6 separate regions of the Mus musculus genome follow, and regions 1, 2, 3, 4 and 6 are each linked to region 5. Evidence: chromatin contacts called from public HiChIP or PLAC-seq and promoter capture Hi-C data. All regions are on one chromosome and are shown on one strand. Each heading gives the region's core, a stretch centred on a gene start, on an enhancer-like site or on the middle of the called end of the contact. The rest is flanking DNA. Distances are from core to core; before and after follow the strand shown.

The links. Promoter capture Hi-C pulls out the DNA fragments that hold promoters and counts their contacts. HiChIP or PLAC-seq counts read pairs in DNA pulled down with a chosen protein or histone mark.
Region 1: a contact with region 5 is called in a promoter capture Hi-C map of stem cell-derived epiblast-like cells, with 7 times the contacts expected there. The contact joins the promoter of Tfpi here to the promoter of Zc3h15 in region 5. A contact is called at or near these places in 13 of 39 promoter capture datasets (the C10 cell line, the HPC-7 cell line, HPC-7-derived erythroid cells and 6 more), 4 of 484 Hi-C or Micro-C datasets (B cells, CD4 T cells, Th1 cells and 1 more), 7 of 115 datasets of contacts at active chromatin or transcription factors (embryonic stem cells, memory CD8 T cells, microglia and 2 more) and 3 of 9 other capture datasets (embryonic stem cells, liver and pancreatic islet).
Region 2: a FOXA1 HiChIP or PLAC-seq map of pancreatic cancer cells shows a contact between it and region 5. The contact joins the enhancer-like site here to the promoter of Zc3h15 in region 5. A contact is called at or near these places in 7 of 39 promoter capture datasets (the C10 cell line, embryonic stem cells, hematopoietic stem and progenitor cells and 3 more), 5 of 115 datasets of contacts at active chromatin or transcription factors (astrocytes, embryonic stem cells, epiblast stem cells and 2 more) and 1 of 9 other capture datasets (embryonic stem cells).
Region 3: a contact with region 5 is called in a promoter capture Hi-C map of liver, with 2.8 times the contacts expected there. The contact joins the enhancer-like site here to the promoter of Zc3h15 in region 5. A contact is called at or near these places in 12 of 39 promoter capture datasets (the C10 cell line, the HPC-7 cell line, cranial neural crest and 7 more) and 9 of 115 datasets of contacts at active chromatin or transcription factors (astrocytes, bone marrow-derived macrophages, embryonic stem cells and 5 more).
Region 4: a promoter capture Hi-C map of liver shows a contact between it and region 5, with 2.6 times the contacts expected there. The contact joins the enhancer-like site here to the promoter of Zc3h15 in region 5. A contact is called at or near these places in 3 of 39 promoter capture datasets (liver, neutrophils and pre-B cells) and 1 of 115 datasets of contacts at active chromatin or transcription factors (pro-B cells).
Region 6: a promoter capture Hi-C map of pre-B cells shows a contact between it and region 5. The contact joins the enhancer-like site here to the promoter of Zc3h15 in region 5. A contact is called at or near these places in 1 of 39 promoter capture datasets (pre-B cells), 1 of 484 Hi-C or Micro-C datasets (CD4 T cells) and 1 of 115 datasets of contacts at active chromatin or transcription factors (embryonic stem cells).

The regions. Positions count from the first base shown.
Region 1 is chr2:84,472,837-84,475,536 of GRCm38.p6, reverse strand. It overlaps Tfpi (tissue factor pathway inhibitor), which reads left to right and starts at 1,363. Exons shown (of 9, transcript NM_011576.1): 1 at 1,363-1,594; 2 at 1,738-1,838.
Region 2 is chr2:84,633,660-84,636,359 of GRCm38.p6, reverse strand. The region is part of intron 1 of Ctnnd1 (catenin (cadherin associated protein), delta 1); the gene reads left to right. Among named protein-coding and RNA genes, the nearest start is that of Ctnnd1, 16 kb to the left of the region's middle. Within about 2 kb of position 1,284, at least 290 of the 459 cell types and tissues checked have an H3K27ac peak or open chromatin away from gene starts, as enhancers often do. A contact at or near this core is called in astrocytes, embryonic stem cells, epiblast stem cells and 3 more, where this site is marked.
Region 3 is chr2:84,453,752-84,456,451 of GRCm38.p6, reverse strand. It overlaps Tfpi (tissue factor pathway inhibitor), which reads left to right. Exons shown (of 9, transcript NM_011576.1): 4 at 2,455-2,652. Among named protein-coding and RNA genes, the nearest start is that of Tfpi, 19 kb to the left of the region's middle. Within about 2 kb of position 1,366, at least 39 of the 459 cell types and tissues checked have an H3K27ac peak or open chromatin away from gene starts, as enhancers often do. A contact at or near this core is called in bone marrow-derived macrophages, liver and memory CD8 T cells, where this site is marked.
Region 4 is chr2:84,611,655-84,614,354 of GRCm38.p6, reverse strand. It overlaps Ctnnd1 (catenin (cadherin associated protein), delta 1), which reads left to right. Exons shown (of 19, transcript NM_001085450.1): 8 at 350-467; 9 at 1,266-1,419; 10 at 1,806-1,823; 11 at 2,263-2,331. Among named protein-coding and RNA genes, the nearest start is that of Ctnnd1, 38 kb to the left of the region's middle. Within about 2 kb of position 1,399, at least 3 of the 459 cell types and tissues checked have an H3K27ac peak or open chromatin away from gene starts, as enhancers often do. A contact at or near this core is called in liver, where this site is marked.
Region 5 is chr2:83,643,288-83,645,987 of GRCm38.p6, reverse strand. It overlaps Zc3h15 (zinc finger CCCH-type containing 15), which reads right to left and starts at 1,410. Exons shown (of 10, transcript NM_026934.3): 1 at 1,261-1,410. The coding sequence starts at 1,335.
Region 6 is chr2:84,497,845-84,500,544 of GRCm38.p6, reverse strand. No RefSeq gene overlaps it. Among named protein-coding and RNA genes, the nearest start is that of Gm13710, 7.7 kb to the left of the region's middle. Within about 2 kb of position 1,429, at least 10 of the 459 cell types and tissues checked have an H3K27ac peak or open chromatin away from gene starts, as enhancers often do.

The sequences.
Region 1 (2,700 bases), core at 114-2,613, 830 kb before region 5:
AGCAGTTAACAAAAATCTGTAAACAGTTGGAATAGACCTTTGAGCCTTAGCAAAACAAAGCTTGAAAAGTTATTAGCATAATAGGAGCATGAACATTTATTTATCTGTAATAAGACAGAGATTTCTTGTCAGGGAAGAGAACAAAAGAACAGAGGTGTTTTTTTCACAATGATAAGTGCCTTTATTTAGAAAACAACTAAAGAAAATTAACAATTTTGGGCCTGTGACTATGATGTTTTTAAAAAGTTTAGTAGCCAGTGTTTTACCAGGGCTAGATTCATCAGAACTCCACTGAGTGAACCCTGAAGTCTTCACATCGTATACCATCTTGAAAGTCTCATTTTTCACGCACCTTAAATCATTTTCACATACTTTGAATCCCTTCCTCAGACCTTGGCAAGTTGCATAAACTTTAAACTTTTTTTTTTTTTTTAAAATCTGGAAAACTCTAATACTTTGAGGCATAGGTGTTTGATTAGTGAACAAAGTCACAAAAAAGTAAGCTCTTTTGAATAAAGGAACAGCAGAGAGCAAGTTTTGAGTAACAACACGATGGCTTGAGTTTGCTCTCACACTGAAATCTGTTTTTGTGAGTTTATCTTTCTCAGCAGGAAGCCTGTCAGCGAGGCAAACGTGTCTGTGAGCTTGCCTGTCTCAGCTGGAGACCTGAGCTCTGGAAAAGGCAAGGCCTTAGGAAACGGTCTGACTAAGCAGCTGTGTCCCTGAGAAGGCAAGGCCTTAGGAAACGGTCTGACTAAGCAGCTGTGTCCCTGAGGTGAGAGGCTAAGATTTATCAGATTGCTGCTCCCAATCTGATAAAACACGCAGTCAACATCACCCCAGAGGTCTGAGGGTAAATTTGAGCAGGAAGTATAGACCAAATGGCCTCTGGGCCAATTAAGAATGACAGATTTAACTGCCACCTGAACAGTCAGTATGGTGATCTGTTGTGAGCAGAGGTGAACCGAGTTTTGCAGCCACACACACAGGGCAGCGTTAAGTCTTCAGTTAACCACAGTGGGCAGCAATCAGCCCTCAGCCACCAGACCCAGACGGTCTAAGAGATTTTCCCGTGGAACTTGGGAAAACTACCTTAGAGAGGCAGAGTAGGGCAGAATAGGATCCCACAGTGTCCACAGTTTGGGCAGGACCCAGGCCTCGGGTGAGCCTGGGGCAGTGCTTTGCTCCAGGTGAAGTCTGTGGCCGCCCATCTTCTTTCCTGTTACCAGAAGCTGGGTATTGTTGTCTATTAGGGTAAAAGTTTGACAGACTTCCTGGTAGGCACCAGATAGGGAGAGGGCCGTGGCTAGATAATGGCTAGCTTCCTCACCTATTGACTTTGACACAAAAGCTTCCAGGGGAGAATCCTTACTGAGGGACTGGCTCAACAAGGTCAAGACCTGATGAGGACATGTCACACATAGTTTCACAGTTTCATAGTTTCGGACCAATCAACGGCAAACTGACCAACCCTGAAGTGGGGGAGGAAGACTCTTCGAATGCTTTAAAACCTCAGGACTCGAGAGAAGAGACTGGGGTTTTCGGCTTCCCGAGCAACCTTTACAGAGAATCTTTTTCTCCGTGTGTCTGACGCGTGAGTGTGTTCCCCACCCTAAGTAGATGCTTGCCTTTAACTCCTACTTCTCTCTATTGCTCTTCTGAAATTTCCTGCCTTTAATTTCTTTAACTGCCAGAGAAACGGAACCCAATTAAGACCCTCTAAACTATTATTTTTAGACTGTATCACTTTCGGGACCTGTCTCCGGATTTCTTCTGAAGACGGTATAATTTTGGGACCTCATCTCCAGATCTCATTTAAGGACTACTGACTCATCAAGGTAAGAAACCCAAGGGAGATGGTGGTGGTGGTGCGGTGGAGGTGTGCTGGCCAGTCCAGTTGGCCCAACTACAAGGTGTCCAGGTGCATTGCTCAGTGTCAGTCACGATGTCACCGTCGCTTCTGGGCAGAGGTGCTCATTCGGGAGATGGCACAGAAGCAGGAAGCAGACTTCTGCGTTGGCACTCTTGGTGCCCTGCGGGGGCATTCTGACAAATGCCCTTTTATGGTGCCTGCCCACCCTCACTAGTTGTTATCCCTTGCTCTCATCACAACCTCAAACTGAGAAGAAAGGCCAGATGCAGGGGCACTCCTGTAATCCTAGCCCTCTGAGGCAGAGTGAGGTGGGTCTGTAAGTTTCAGTCAGCCTGGTCTACAGTGAGACTAGCCACCGATAAGAAATGAAGTTGTGGTCCAGATATGCCCTCCCACCCCCGGATTGGTTTCTAAGTCTTCTAAGTCTTGGTTTAACTATAAAATATGCCAGAATATTTCAGATACTTATGAATGTCCTCTTCTCTAGCAGTACACATTGAATAACCACACTGTCGATAAAAGTTTTTTAATCGTTTTTAACATCTCAATTTGTCCATGCTATTTTGTCGCAACTTAAGAGTATTCTCTTTTTTTTTTTTCCCCATGAAGTGATTTCCATTTTTACTTTGTTTGTGTTTTGCTTTTGTTTTTTGAAACAGGGTTTCTCTCTGTATAGCCCTGGCTGTCCTGGAACTCGATCTGTAGACCCAGGCTGGCCTCGAACTCAGAGATCCGCCTGCCTCTGCCTCCCCAAGTGCTGGGATTAAAGGTGTGCGGCCACCACCGCCCGGTCCACTTTTACTTTTTATATTATGAATAAGTGGTTA
Region 2 (2,700 bases), core at 35-2,534, 990 kb before region 5:
GCCTTTCTGTAGGGTGGAGTCTGCTGCCTTTGTTTGTTCTCGGTGGGGCCGGCTTTAGGAATCAGTTCCACATGTAGGCAAGTTTGAAGAGTTTAAAAGCAGTGGAAATGGGTGACATGTTCTACTGTTGGTGATCATCTTGATGGCACTTTCTTGGGGGGGTGGTGGTGCCACTTGTAGCTGTGCTGACTGGAATAGCAGCTTTAGCTTTTAAATCCCTATTTCAGTGTCTTAAGGTGAAAAAATTTGCCAGGTACAATATTAAAAATCTCTTCCACCCCCCCCCCCCCAAGACTCTTACTTAGGTCTGTGCATATAGTATCTTTCTGCTGATTCTTAAAGGCCTGAGCTTTGTCCTATGTAGTGTTGGCTTCAGGCTGAGAGGAGGGTTGTTTTCCTGAACACGATAAGGAACTGAGCAGGGCAAAGTAGGAGCTCTAACTGGTGATTGGTAGACAGGATGCCCTGGAATGTGGTTGGCCTGCAGCCCAGAATCCAGCACTTTGTATTTGTTTGTTTCTGGGAGACTGTGGTCTGGTGCTACTGTGACAGGAAGTGAGAAAGCTGGGAGTGGGGGAACAGAGAGGGGTGATGTCTTTGTGGTTCTCCTGTGAAATCTCTTTGTCCCTGGAGAGCGGCTCTGCTGCAGAGCCCTACTGAGAAGAGAGCAGCCTTTGTGTCTAATGGGTCTCAGAGCAGCTAGCTACTCTGAGGGATTAGAGGGTGTGAGATCTGACTGTGGCCTTTTACATCTCAGCACTTGAGTTATATAAATGGCCTTGATCTCTTAGCATTGAAGAGCTTACTGAGTTTTGTGTATGCTATGCTTATTTATGGATCTAGGATTTAATTAAGAATGGAATTCTAGGAGGGCATGGATGATGTTAGATAATGTTGATGTACTATGTAGGTTGCAGAAGTTGTTTGGGGTTTGAAGGGGGCAAAGAAACTGGTAATCCTGGAGCCTTTCTGTGTGGCACCTTGCTACCCACAGGAGTACCCACCCTGCCTATTTGATTTCAGCATCCCCTTACTGCAGGTGGCCAATGTTTACCCCTAACCGGGCATAGCTGGTAGTTCCCTGGGATTGAAGTAGTGTACCCATGACAGTTTGTCCTCCTCCTGCTGCCCCCTTTCTTTCTTGTTTTGTTTTTCCTGCTCTTCATTCCAGCTGTGAAGTAGGCATCTTTTATCACTGTTGATTGGGTGGCTGAGTCCTCAACTTCTTGCTAAGCTGGCTAGCTCTGAGCACACACACAGACCCGCCTTTGATTGACCAGGAGGACAGCTGCCCTAGAGGCAGATTGCTAACATACCGCTAGAACAATCCCTTCCCTCTGTCTGATGCTGCCAGCACAGTCTTCTCTGCTTCTTGTTCCTTCTCTTTCTCATCCCAACTGTGATCTTTGCGCTTGACTTAGTGAGATGTCATAATTAAAAAACAATATTTTGATGAGATTTTCTTATTTGAGGTGGCATAAGGGTGACTGTTTTTTGCTAAATTTCTAGATGAGGCTTGCCAATCAAAGTAGGTGATTGGTATAAAGAAGTACCTGATTTTGATTTGAGTACTTGCTCCTTATAAAAAGAAACTTAGTCAGATGCTGGGAGGTGGTGGCTCATGCTTGGGGACCACAGGTAGGCAGATCTCTTTGAGTTCAAGGATAGAAAGGCTACAAGGAGAGACTCCCCGTCTCTAAATACAAAAACAAAACAACAAAAAAGAAACGTATAGAATACGAGCCCCAGAACTGAGGAATGCTTTGCCTTGTAAAGGGAAGGTAAGACCCAAAGGTCCCTCGGGGTGGATCCACTACTCCTTGCCCATGTCTACCCTACTTCCTTCCTCAAACGTGTGTGTGTGTGTGTGTGTGTGTGTGTGTGTGTGTGTGAGAGAGAGAGAGAGAGAGAGAGAGAGAAGATAGGAGCTCACTCTGTAGCCCAGACTAGCTTGAAATTCTCTTGTTTCAGCCTCCCTTGTATTTTTTGTATTTGGATTACAAGTATGTAATACTATCATATCCTGCTCAAAAAATAACAATAAAACCCCTTGTTTTAACTTTTGTGTACTTAGGATGACTCATAACACTGGAAGCATAGAAAGTTCCTACCCTCCCGTGTGGGGAGAAGTACTATGGCCTTGAGTAGGGCTGCTTACCGGCAGTGCTACTTACGATATGTTCACTTAGTATAGCAAAGCAGACATAGCACTGTGGGCAGAGAGCCGCTGGAGCCCACCTAGGTTTTCAGAGAATATGGCCATCACACAGGTACTGGCCAGACCACCTTACAGACAGGTTGGTACTGGATCAGAAGGTACTGAGAAGATTCTGCTGAGAATTTCTATGGGGAGATTGCAGCACACTGTGCTCTAGGCCTGGGTTTTATCTTTCATTCAGATGGGAAAGCATTTCATCCTGTTACCTGTTAATATAGTTAAAGTGTCGTGCTTCCTGTCACTGCTTTCTTCATAGATGCACTGTTGTTCATAAAGACAGATGTTTCCAAAACCTCACAGAAGGGGTATCTATTGATAGTCTCATCAAGGCTTTGAAAAATGAGGGACTTTGTGCATATGGCTCAGGTACATGATTCCACCTTTTCCAAGTTATTTTCAAATGATGAGCAAGAGATGAGGAATGACATAGAGAGAAAGTAAAAGGATTGGTGAGAAGCTGTGTTTTAAAAACAAAGAATGTG
Region 3 (2,700 bases), core at 117-2,616, 810 kb before region 5:
AACATTATTCTCAACTCTTCCAAGTGTAAGAAAAATTATCCTTACTCCTTCCCTGAGGTAGTCTGCTGTTCGCTCTTTAGTAAGCTCTTCAATAAATTACTATTGTAATTATTGTAAATTAGTGATTGCAAGCGTCATTAAAAGGGCCTGCTGCCCGATATATTGTTGTATCTGCAATAACAACCCAGTTCTTGATAGATACGTATTCAGGGCACAATTTTAATACTCAAAAAGGTTATCCCCATAAATGAAAACCAAGACAGGCATACACCTTCCCAAGAGTGGATGGCTGTGGATGTCCGAGATTAACCCGAGGTCTTCCTGTTGTCTGGGACATCCTGCTTAGGTGTGAACAGCAACAAGATCAATGCATAGAATATACTGATATAAAATTATGGTAACTTCATTAATATGGGAATTCTAAAGAAATAAGGTAATAACGAAATAAAAAGTTGATAGTGTTTTTGTCTTTACGTGGTTGCTATGAATTTAGCACCAGATTTTCATCAAAAATGAGTTCCAGCTTTATAAAGCAATTTTTAGAGTGCTATTGAGCAGACATTACTTTATTAAATTGAATTGTTTAGTCCAAGTATTTGGGTGAAATCTCAGCCTTTCAGGTCTGTGATAATCTTACTCTTATTATTGTGAATTATACCTGGTATAATAGCATATGAGAGTCAGTTCTCTCATCTGCACGTATAAGTCTAAGCAACTTGATAAAACCTGCATCACAAAGAACATCTACAAAAGTAGATCTGCTTTTTGTTTTTGTTTTTGTTTTTGAGATAGGGTTTCTCTGTGTAGCCCTGGCTGTCCTGGAATTAACTCTGTAGACCAGGCTGGTCTCCAACTCAGAAATCTGCCTGCCTCTGCCTCCCAAGTGCTGGGATTAAAGGTGTCTGGCATCACTGCTGGGAGATCATTAGATGATTTTATAACGAAGTTCCATGAGATTGTAATTACTCAGAGGAAAGTTTGCCGGTAATTACTGTAACTACATCAACAGCACTGAAGAAACAACTCTTTTGTGGTACACTGTCTCCCTCTTGTGGCCAACTTATTAAATAGCAGGCTGAACTTGGGCTCTGTGTCTTCCTGAACACATACCGACAGAAACGCTCTCTCTCTCTCTCCCTCTCTCCCTCTCTCTCTCTCTCTCTCTCTCTCTCTCTCTCTCTCTCTCACACTCACTCACACTCACACACACACACACACACACACACACACACACACACACACACACACACACACACACACACACACACGATTTCAGTAAGCAAGAGCTGATATAAGTCAGCCAGAGAGAAGCACGACAAAATCTGTGCTTAGCTCTCCTTCCGGTAACACTGTCTAGTTCTCAGCCCAGAGCGTGGGAGTCAAAGAATCAATCAGTGCTTCCCCGCCATACCCCAGGCCTGCTCAGTAGCCATCTCTCAGATAACTCTTGATTCAGTCAACTTGACGTTTGACACCACAGATATCTGATTTTACCAGTACTATAGGTGATTGGGGCTGAGGAGACAGGAATGAGCTTGACTTGTAAGACCAGGAACTGAGTTTTATTCCAGAATGAATGTAAAAATAAGCTGGACTTTGGCGGTGCATGTCTGTAAGTCCTGTAGTGGGAAGCCAGAGAAAGGCAGATTCCTGAGGCCCGGTGTCCCCAGAGCCAGCCAGCCAGCCTAGCGTGCCTTTTGAGTTCTAGGGTAGTGAGAGATTGCAATTGAAGAGAGACAGTCAGGGAGTATGTGCACCCCTCCACTTATGCATACCTGCAAGCATGTTCGCAAACAAGTAAATAAGTAAAAAAGGAAGAAATAAGTGGGAACATTCCAATGTCTTTGTTAGAATCATAACTTTATTAAAATATGGCCAGAATATATTAATTAATATTTAACTATAGTAATGAATTGCAAATGGAAGAAGATAGTTGAAAGTAGCCTAGATCAAATGTATGTAAAATATTTTCCAAAAATTCACATTTTAAAATTGTAGGGAATTAAAAAAATGGATTTATTACTAGATTATCATCTATGTACAATTTACACTTTGTTTTAAAATAATTTTTAGGTGAGAACTTTGACGTGATGTCCATTCATGTTTTAGTATTTAAAATAATGGTGAATGAAGAGAATGTTTTACAGTAGTGCTCATAGATTGTCTCTTAACAGAGCACTGCTGCCCTCTAAAGGACAAATTGGTTTATGCCATTTAAAGCCTCAAGTGCCTTCCTTATAGATCATATATAAATTATCAAACACGTGGAACATATAGGCTCGCTCACTCAGGTCGTTACTTGCATGGAACCCATAATAACCTGAATTTTCAGTTTTAATTTTCTCATTTAAAAATTGACGGTGGAAATTGTATATTTGGCAAAACAACAGCAAGGATGTTATCATAGTGTTGGGAGAGAGCTACACACGTGATGTTTTAAAATTTACCTTGTAGATTCTGAGCTGGGGTCAATGAAACCGCTACATACATTTTGTGCAATGAAGGCAGATGATGGTCCATGCAAAGCAATGATAAGGAGTTATTTTTTCAATATGTATACTCATCAATGTGAAGAATTTATATACGGGGGATGTGAAGGGAACGAGAACCGATTTGATACCCTGGAAGAGTGTAAGAAAACATGCATACCAGGTAGGTTTCCGGGAAGCCTGTGGCACAAGAGTTGGTGTGGTTGAGGTC
Region 4 (2,700 bases), core at 150-2,649, 970 kb before region 5:
CTTAGCCTGAAAGAGGGTGTCAGATCCTCTGGAGCTACAACCTTTGTGTGGGTGCTGAGGGTTGAACCCAAGTCCTTAGAAGAGCATCCAGTGCTAGTGCTCTTGACGCTGCCTGCCTGTTCCAGTTCCTGGTATGCATGTTTTTCAACAGGACTTCACAAGCTTGAGAAAGCTCAGCAGACAGACTTTCAGTCAATTTCCAACTGCAGTACCTTGCTTTTAAGTATCAATTGCCTATTGTACTGAATACAAAAGGTTTTAAGGAAGCTTTCGATGGAAATGAAGAACAATATCTGTGGGGGGCACTTTATGGATTTAAGTCCTCTACTTAATTTTGTGTTTCCCTTAGGAACGTAAGCTCAGAGAGGAGTGAAGCCCGGAGGAAACTTCGGGAATGTGACGGCTTAGTTGATGCCCTCATTTTCATCGTTCAGGCAGAAATTGGGCAGAAGGATTCAGACAGTAAGGTAAGTTAATGAATGACTAAGTGAATTTTGTTCACTAAGGCGCCTGTGGTCCAGACCTACCACCTCAGGCTATCAGGTAATATAAAATATTTATTATGCTACCCCCTCTCCCTAAAATGGGCATTTAGTTTAGACAAAGAGAAGTGTGTGTGTGTGTGTGTGTGTGTGTATGTGTGTGTGTGTGTGTGTGTGTGTGTGTGTGTGTGTGCGTGCAAGTACACAGAGAAGAAGCCAGGAGAACATTTGTTCCTTGTTTGTTACTCAGGCACTTTCCACCTTATTCTTTTTAGACAGGGTCTCACCTTGAATCTGGAGGTTGTGTTCTTTGGCTAGGCTGGCAGCAAGTACTTCAGCAATGCTGTTCCTATAGCACTGGTTTATAGGTGCATTCAAGATCATGCCAGACTTGTTGTGCAGCAAGTGCTGTTAATGACTAAGCCATCCCTTCAGCTCCAAAGATAGTTTTCTTTAGGTGTGTGTGTCCCATATAGAGTTAAGCTGCTTAGTAGTCTTCCACATTATATATTTTCTTAGTAGGGAAAACAGGGGCCTAAGTGTTGGGTCACCAACTAGTTGTAGAAGCCAGTACATGTCTATAATTAGACACCCTGTTAGCATGAAGGAAACAAGAATTTTGAGGATCTTGGGGTACTGACAAGGCAACCTGAGAGAAGATGGATTGAGTTATGCATTTAGGATTGATCTTTTAATACTCAAAACATGGAGACTTGGATTTTCTTGGAAGTCATCATAAGCATTCTCTTTTCCAACTGAACCTTTTTGTTTTATGTCCCTAAGCTTGTGGAGAATTGTGTTTGCCTCCTCCGGAACTTATCATACCAAGTTCATCGTGAAATCCCACAGGCAGAGCGTTACCAGGAGGCCCTTCCTACTGTGGCTAACAGTACTGGGCCACACGCTGCCAGTTGCTTTGGAGCCAAGAAGGGCAAAGGTGAGTTTTGCTTAGTTCCAGTACTTTAATATGGGACAAGAGGAACACTTAGCTTTATAGGGATTTAATAAATAGCGTGGAAGTCTCCCTAGTAGAGTTGTGTCCTTTTGCTCTGTTGCTGCTCCTCCCTTGTTCTACATGCCTTGACGGGTGGTAAGGTGGTGGTGGTGGTGGTGGTGGTGGTGTGTGAGGATGGTGACGATTGTTAGTGTATTGGCATCTGGGGCAGTGAAGGACAAGAACTCAGCTACACCGGGGTCTTCCTCCCTATTCCTCCTCCTTCTCTGCTTTCTTGTGTACTTGCCCATGATCCTGTTGACATCTTTCTCCTGCGTTTTCTTCCTTCATTTCTCTCCTCGCTTTCCACCTTGGTGATGCACTGGAAGATGAGTGGTTCTCCAGAGGTGAGTGCAATCTTTTAAGGCGCTTGTCTCCTAACTTGCATGGTTTGGTTCTTACCTTTCTTAATATCTCTTTGTCTAACCTTCCCCATGGATGCATGTAGGAAAACTTAGTTGAGGGAAAGCATTGGAATAAGTTTAAATCTTCTGGGTTGTGGTTTTACATGTTGTTTCTGGGCAGCAGTCCCTTTTATCAGAACTCAGTTAACAGCCACAGGAGTGGTCATCCTTTTGGACAGTCTACTGCCTGTTTTGGTCTTCCTTGTTTCTGCATCATCCTGTTGGGACAGTTATGTGTGGGGTTTCTCTTCTTTTGCCTCTTTTGATGCTGCATCTCTGATCTGAAGATTCTGACTGAAGGATGAAAAACTGCCAGGTCGAATCTTTCCTTTTTTAAAAAATTATTTCCCCTGTTCTCTCCACCCTTTCTCCATTTTCATAGGGAAAAAGCCTACAGAGGATCCAGCAAATGATACAGTGGATTTCCCTAAAAGAACTAGTCCTGCTCGAGGTAAGCTACCCTCCTTATTCTCCAGAGACTTTGGATATGGTAACATGTTCTGTGCGCTATGTTAACATTTCTCTCTGACTTAATGGATTTGAGGTTACAGTGAAAGTGTTGGGAAAAGTCACAGTATTTAGTCTAGAGCCAAAACTAGGCTGAGTATAATGGTGCATGCCTGTAGCCTTAGTACTGCAGGCAGGAGGATTGCTGCCAGTTCAAAGCCTTGTGGAGGTACAGAGGGAGAGCATGCCTCAAAAAAAAAAAAAAAAAAAAAAAAAAGAAAAGAAAAGAAAAGAAAAGAAAAGAAAAGAGAGAGACTTAGCTTTCTGAATGGCCACTGCAGCTTTTTGGACCTTGAGCCTGACTGTTAGAAGA
Region 5 (2,700 bases), core at 161-2,660:
TTTCCCTTGGACAAGAGTTTCTCTGTGTGCTCTGGCCATTCTGTAGACCAGGCAAACTGTCTACTGAGATGAAAGGCACACACCAGCACTGCTTGGCAACAGTTTTGCTTCCAGATGTTTGGCTACGGCAGTTCTACCTTAGAACTCCAACAGTCAGTAAATTATTAGATGTGTTCACATTAATTTTATTTAAATTAAATCAGCCAACTTTAACTACATACAATCTGACAAAAGATTAATCTCATTAGCGTGTATAAAGGAACCCTGGCGAATTCTCACTTCTATCTTTCAAGGCTATAACAATCAAATGTTGAAAAAAAACGATCATAAGCAAACATCTCATTTCGAAACCCCAAACATTCATTCTGGCTATTTTAATAAGAACGAGCCTACTAAAGGTTACTTTATACTCAGATGCTGTAAAATAGTCATCTTTTCTTCCAACTACATCCAAGTCTATGAGGTACCATTTACTTTTAAATGAGGATTAGTATGGAAGAAATACGTTTATCGAATGTGAAATTTCATTACCTATCTTAAGGAAACTCAAGTAGACAATCGTTGTAACCTGAGGAACATTTAAGAACATCAGTACCTTGCCTCACTCACTGAATGCCTACAAGTTCAATGCATTAAAAGACGCTCGTGTGTGTGTGTGTGTGTGTGTGTGTGTGTGTAGGTAAACTGGGAGCTCCCAATTTAACATAGGTACTGTGACAGAGCCTACGTTTAATTCAGACTCCATGTATGAACGAAGCATTCTGTACAAAACCGCTGGGCCACGCTTTTTGGGAAACCTCTGTTCTTGACACGAAAGTTTCCAGATGGACCAAACACCAAAAGAAACAACAACAACAAAAAAGTGGTAAATAGTCCGCTGGCTCTTGAAAATGAACAGCGCTACCTCTCACTGCCTGATAAAGAAAAAAACCAAACCCAAGGCGTCAGGTCAGTCAGGAGGGGCCTTCCAGAGCGCCACTCAGCTTGTTTTTTCAGGCACAGCCCGAGGAGCCGCGGAAAGTCGTGAGCATCGAAAGGCCGGGCCGGGGGTCCCTGGGCGGCCGAGTGGGCGCGGCGGGCGCGTGGGTGGAGACGCGGCGAGCGCGGGGGCGCAGCGGCCTCACTACAGCGATGAGGGGCGGCGAGAACCACTTCAGTCGGGGCCCACCGGGCCGGGCGCCGACACGTGGCCCCGGGGAGCCGCGCTCCGCAGCCCGGCGAGCCCCAGCCCGGTGCGGCGGGGAGGGGGAGGGGACGTACCTCGATGATCTTCTCCTTCTTCTTCTGCTCCGCCTTCTTGCTGCCCCCGGCCTGAGCCTGTTTCTTGGGGGGCATCGCGGAGGCGGGGGGCACCGGGCCGACTGCGACGCAGATGGCTACCGTCGGGGCGTCCGGCAGCTCGGCGGGAGCAGGAAGACCCAGCCGCCGCCGCAGCGCACGGAAAGCGACTCGCTCATTCGCCGCCCGGATGTGGCCTTTGCGACAGCACGGCGCCGCTATGCACTGTGGGGCGCGAGGCGAGGCGCCCGGAAGTGGAGCTGCGCGTGCGCTCCGGCTGCGCCGAGCCGGGAGGGGGCGTGGATGAGACGTGGGAACTGGGAAAGGCGCGGCGTGTGACGCCTCCTTTTGGTGAGGCGCTTGCCACTTGCTTGGCTTCGTCCTTCATTAGCACCGCGAGTGATGCCTCCTCACCTCACTTGTATAGACCCCTGGCGTAGAGAGTTCTAGATCTAGTTAGCACTGGACAGTACCATCTTGAGTAATCACGGAGCGGCTGCATCAATTATGAGCTACTGTCTTGTCCTCTGGAGGGGCAGGGTTGCAATGCAGCACCTTCAGTATGAAGTTGCGTAAAGAAATAAAGTTTCATTTGGAGATCGTCAGACGTGGAGTCCTAGTGGGTGAAATCCTTAGTTTCTCTTCAAGTCCTGTACTAATTTTAGGGGGCTGCCTTAACGATTCCGGAAAAAAAAAAATCACTATTTTACTATGTCAAACTAGCCTAACAGTATGGGCCAAGCCCAATTTAAGGTTAGTTTAAGTGTTTGGTAAATTCCATAATGACTTTACACACACGATTTCACTCATTACATCTACACTGAGGTACGAATGGTTAACTGTTAGCACTGTTTGAGATGAAACGCAGAAAGAAAGGTGGCTAAATGTAAAATCCAAGATAAGAATTTCAGCCTGGTTAGTCTTGCTTCAGGGCTCTGTTTATATTGTAGACTAAACCAAAAGTATGGCTTTTGATATGCAAATGAATCTACTATTTTTTATTCAGCCAAATACTGACTTTAAAAAAGCACACAATGAATGGCTGTTCTTTTGCATGGTTACTGTTTTACCTACATTGATTAACAGAAGAATCATCCTTCCAGAGAAGGGAGTTATTAGTTTTTCAACAATTTCATAAGCAGAAAACTACTTTGGAACCCTAATGCCACCATGAGGGAAATGGACAGTGTTCATCTGATGGCAACCAAAGCAAAAAGAGACACTTAGGGGCAGGGGACCCAATATTCCTTTCAAGGGCTTTCCCCAGTGATCTACTTCCCTTCATGTGTTCCACTCTCCCTAGGAGTGTCACCCAACTCAACAGGAGCCTTTGTGGAACACTGTGACAGTTTACTTTTCTGTATTATTTATTCTTCAGAAGTTGATTAAGAATTCCTGTAGTAGCAGAATGTAGTAATCTTA
Region 6 (2,700 bases), core at 180-2,679, 850 kb before region 5:
CCTGGGAGGTTGACATGCTCCACTTTGTCTAGTAGAAATTGTTTAAATTCCAGCTGGGAGCTTCTACCTTGCTTTATGTTATTGAGTTTCTGGATTAAAAAACACACACACCACCTTTATATTTACAATAAGCCTTAATTAGCACAATAGCTGGGTAGCTGCCTACCCTCCCTGCTGTTAGAATCTACTTTCCTATCAATAACCCCAAGTTATTACTTACTACTTACTATGTTTCATCTGGGCTGCTCTTAGCTCCAATAGGGCAGACCTCAGGGCCATGGTCTCTTGACCCTTATCCCATGGTGGCTTCTTTTCTCTTCTCTCCTGCATGTTCTTCCTCCTCATGGTGCCAAGCCTGGGAAACCTAAACCCCACCTATGTCTCTTCTGCCCAGCTATTGGCTGTGGTCATCTTTATTTGCCAATCACAGTTAACTGGGGGCAGGGTCACTTACCTAGCCTCTTGGACTCTCTCATCTCTGGGCAACCAGTTTTGGGGGCCCAAATTAGCATTAGAATACAAGCAGCAATCAGGCCAACCCACTCTATTTTGAAATCTATTTTTCTGTATATGGATTTTGGAGTCTGTGTATTTATATCTCACTCCAAAGTAAGCTGAAGCAAGCATTAGGATGTTTTTCTCTTAAAATGCTGAGAAATGAGACATTCTTTTTTTTTCTTATGAAGGACAATATTTAATTGGGGCTGGCTTACAGGTTTAGAGATTCAGTGCATTATCATCATGGTGGGAAGCATGGCAGCGTCCAGGCAGATGTGATACAGGACAAGTAGCTGAAAATTCTACATCTTGATCCAAAAGCAAACAGGAGAAGCCTGGCTCCCACATGGCTAGGAGGAGAGTCTCAAAGCCCACCTCCACAATGACATACTCCCTCCATCAAGGTCACACTAACGCTAACAAGGCTTCCTAATAGTGCCACTCCTGGTCAAATCACCACATTCCACTCCCTGGCCCTTATAGGTTTGTCCAAACATAGACATCTATGGGGGCCATACCATAATATAATGCATACCATAGCATAATGCAAAATACATTAGACCAACTTCAGAAGTCCCATAGTCTATAACAGTTTCAACAGTATTAAACATCCAAAGTTCAATGTCTTTTCTGAGATTCAATCAGTCACTTAACTGTAGTCCCCTCTAAAGTAAAAATAAAAAAGCAGATCACATACCTTAAACATCACAAGACACACATTACCATTCCAAAACATCATAGTGAGGGAATAATGGACAAAGCCAAAAACCAGCTGGGCAAACTTCAAATCTGTACCACCAAAGTGGTCTTCAGATCTCCACCTCTTTTCATCTTTATTGATCACAACAAACTTCTTTCCCCTGGGCTGGTACCACTTCCTGTTAGCAGCTTTCCTCGGCAGGTACCCATGGATCTTGCATCTCTAACATTTTGAGGTCTCCAAGGCAACTTCAACCTCACAGCTTCCTGTTCCTGATCATCTGAGATCTACACACGAGCTTCTGGACTTTTCAAAAGGGCTTGGGTCACTTCTCCGGCTCTGCCCTCTGGAGCACTCTAGGCTCTGGTTGACTCCACTTCACAGCTGCTGCTGTTCTTGATGGTCATCCCATGGTATTGGCATCACTAATATGCTGGGATTTCTCATTGCAACTAGGCTTCACAAATAGCCTCTCTCCCTTAATGGTGCCAAGTCTCAACTTTTTTGCAAGATCCATTCAGTTGTGGGGTGAGGCTGTACCAGTGGCCTCTCACAGTGCCAAGCCTCAGCTCCTCTCCATGACCCCTTCATGCCTTCAAAACCAGAAATACTTGCGTGATTCTTATACATTACCAAGTGCAGCAGCAGCCTGAGTTACAACCTTGGCTATCTCTGGAAAACAGCTTCTTTGTGCTCTCAGAAAACACTTCCCAGAAGATTTCACCTCAGGGATGCTAGTGTCTTATTAATCAACACTAATTTTTTAGGTCCAGCTAACCAGCATCAATTGTCCCAGTAGTCTCCTACTCTTGATTCTAAAGCCAGAGCCACATGGCCAAAGCTGCCAAGATCTGCTGCTTACTGGAGCTGGAACATAGTCCCCCTTATTCTGTTACCAGCTTTCTGTTTTCCAACTCCTTCACTGCCTAAGCTTGGCTGTCTTGGAACTTGCTCTGTAGTTCCAGACCTTGAACTCAGAGATCTGCATGCCTCTGTCTCCTGAATGCTTGGATCTAAGCTTTTTTTTACTTGGAACTTGCTCTGTATTAGGCTGGCCTTGAACTTGAGATCTGCTTGCCACTTTCTCCTGGGATTAAAGGTGTGCACCACCATTCCTGGCCCTAAGTTTTTTATGACCATTATTCCTCAAGATTGGGATCAGAAGGCTCAAGATCTGGATCATAGTTGTGCTCTCTGTTTCCAGATTGTAGTTCATTTCAGATTAAAAGTCCAAATGGGAACAATAACCAAATCCCTTGTTCATCTGCAAAAGCGTAAACAATAAGCTTAGCAGGGTGGGACCTTGCATTGAGGTCACCACTCCCTTAATCTGTTTATTTCCTTGAACATAGGATTCAGCTCAATTTTACTTCCTGGTGCCCCTTTATTCTTTGAACCATATGTTTTGTATTTTTCTTTTCTCAGTTTGCTCCTTTTCATTAAAAATGTTCTTCAAAGATGATACTTTAGTAACCACACAACAAAATTTATACCAGGCTGTT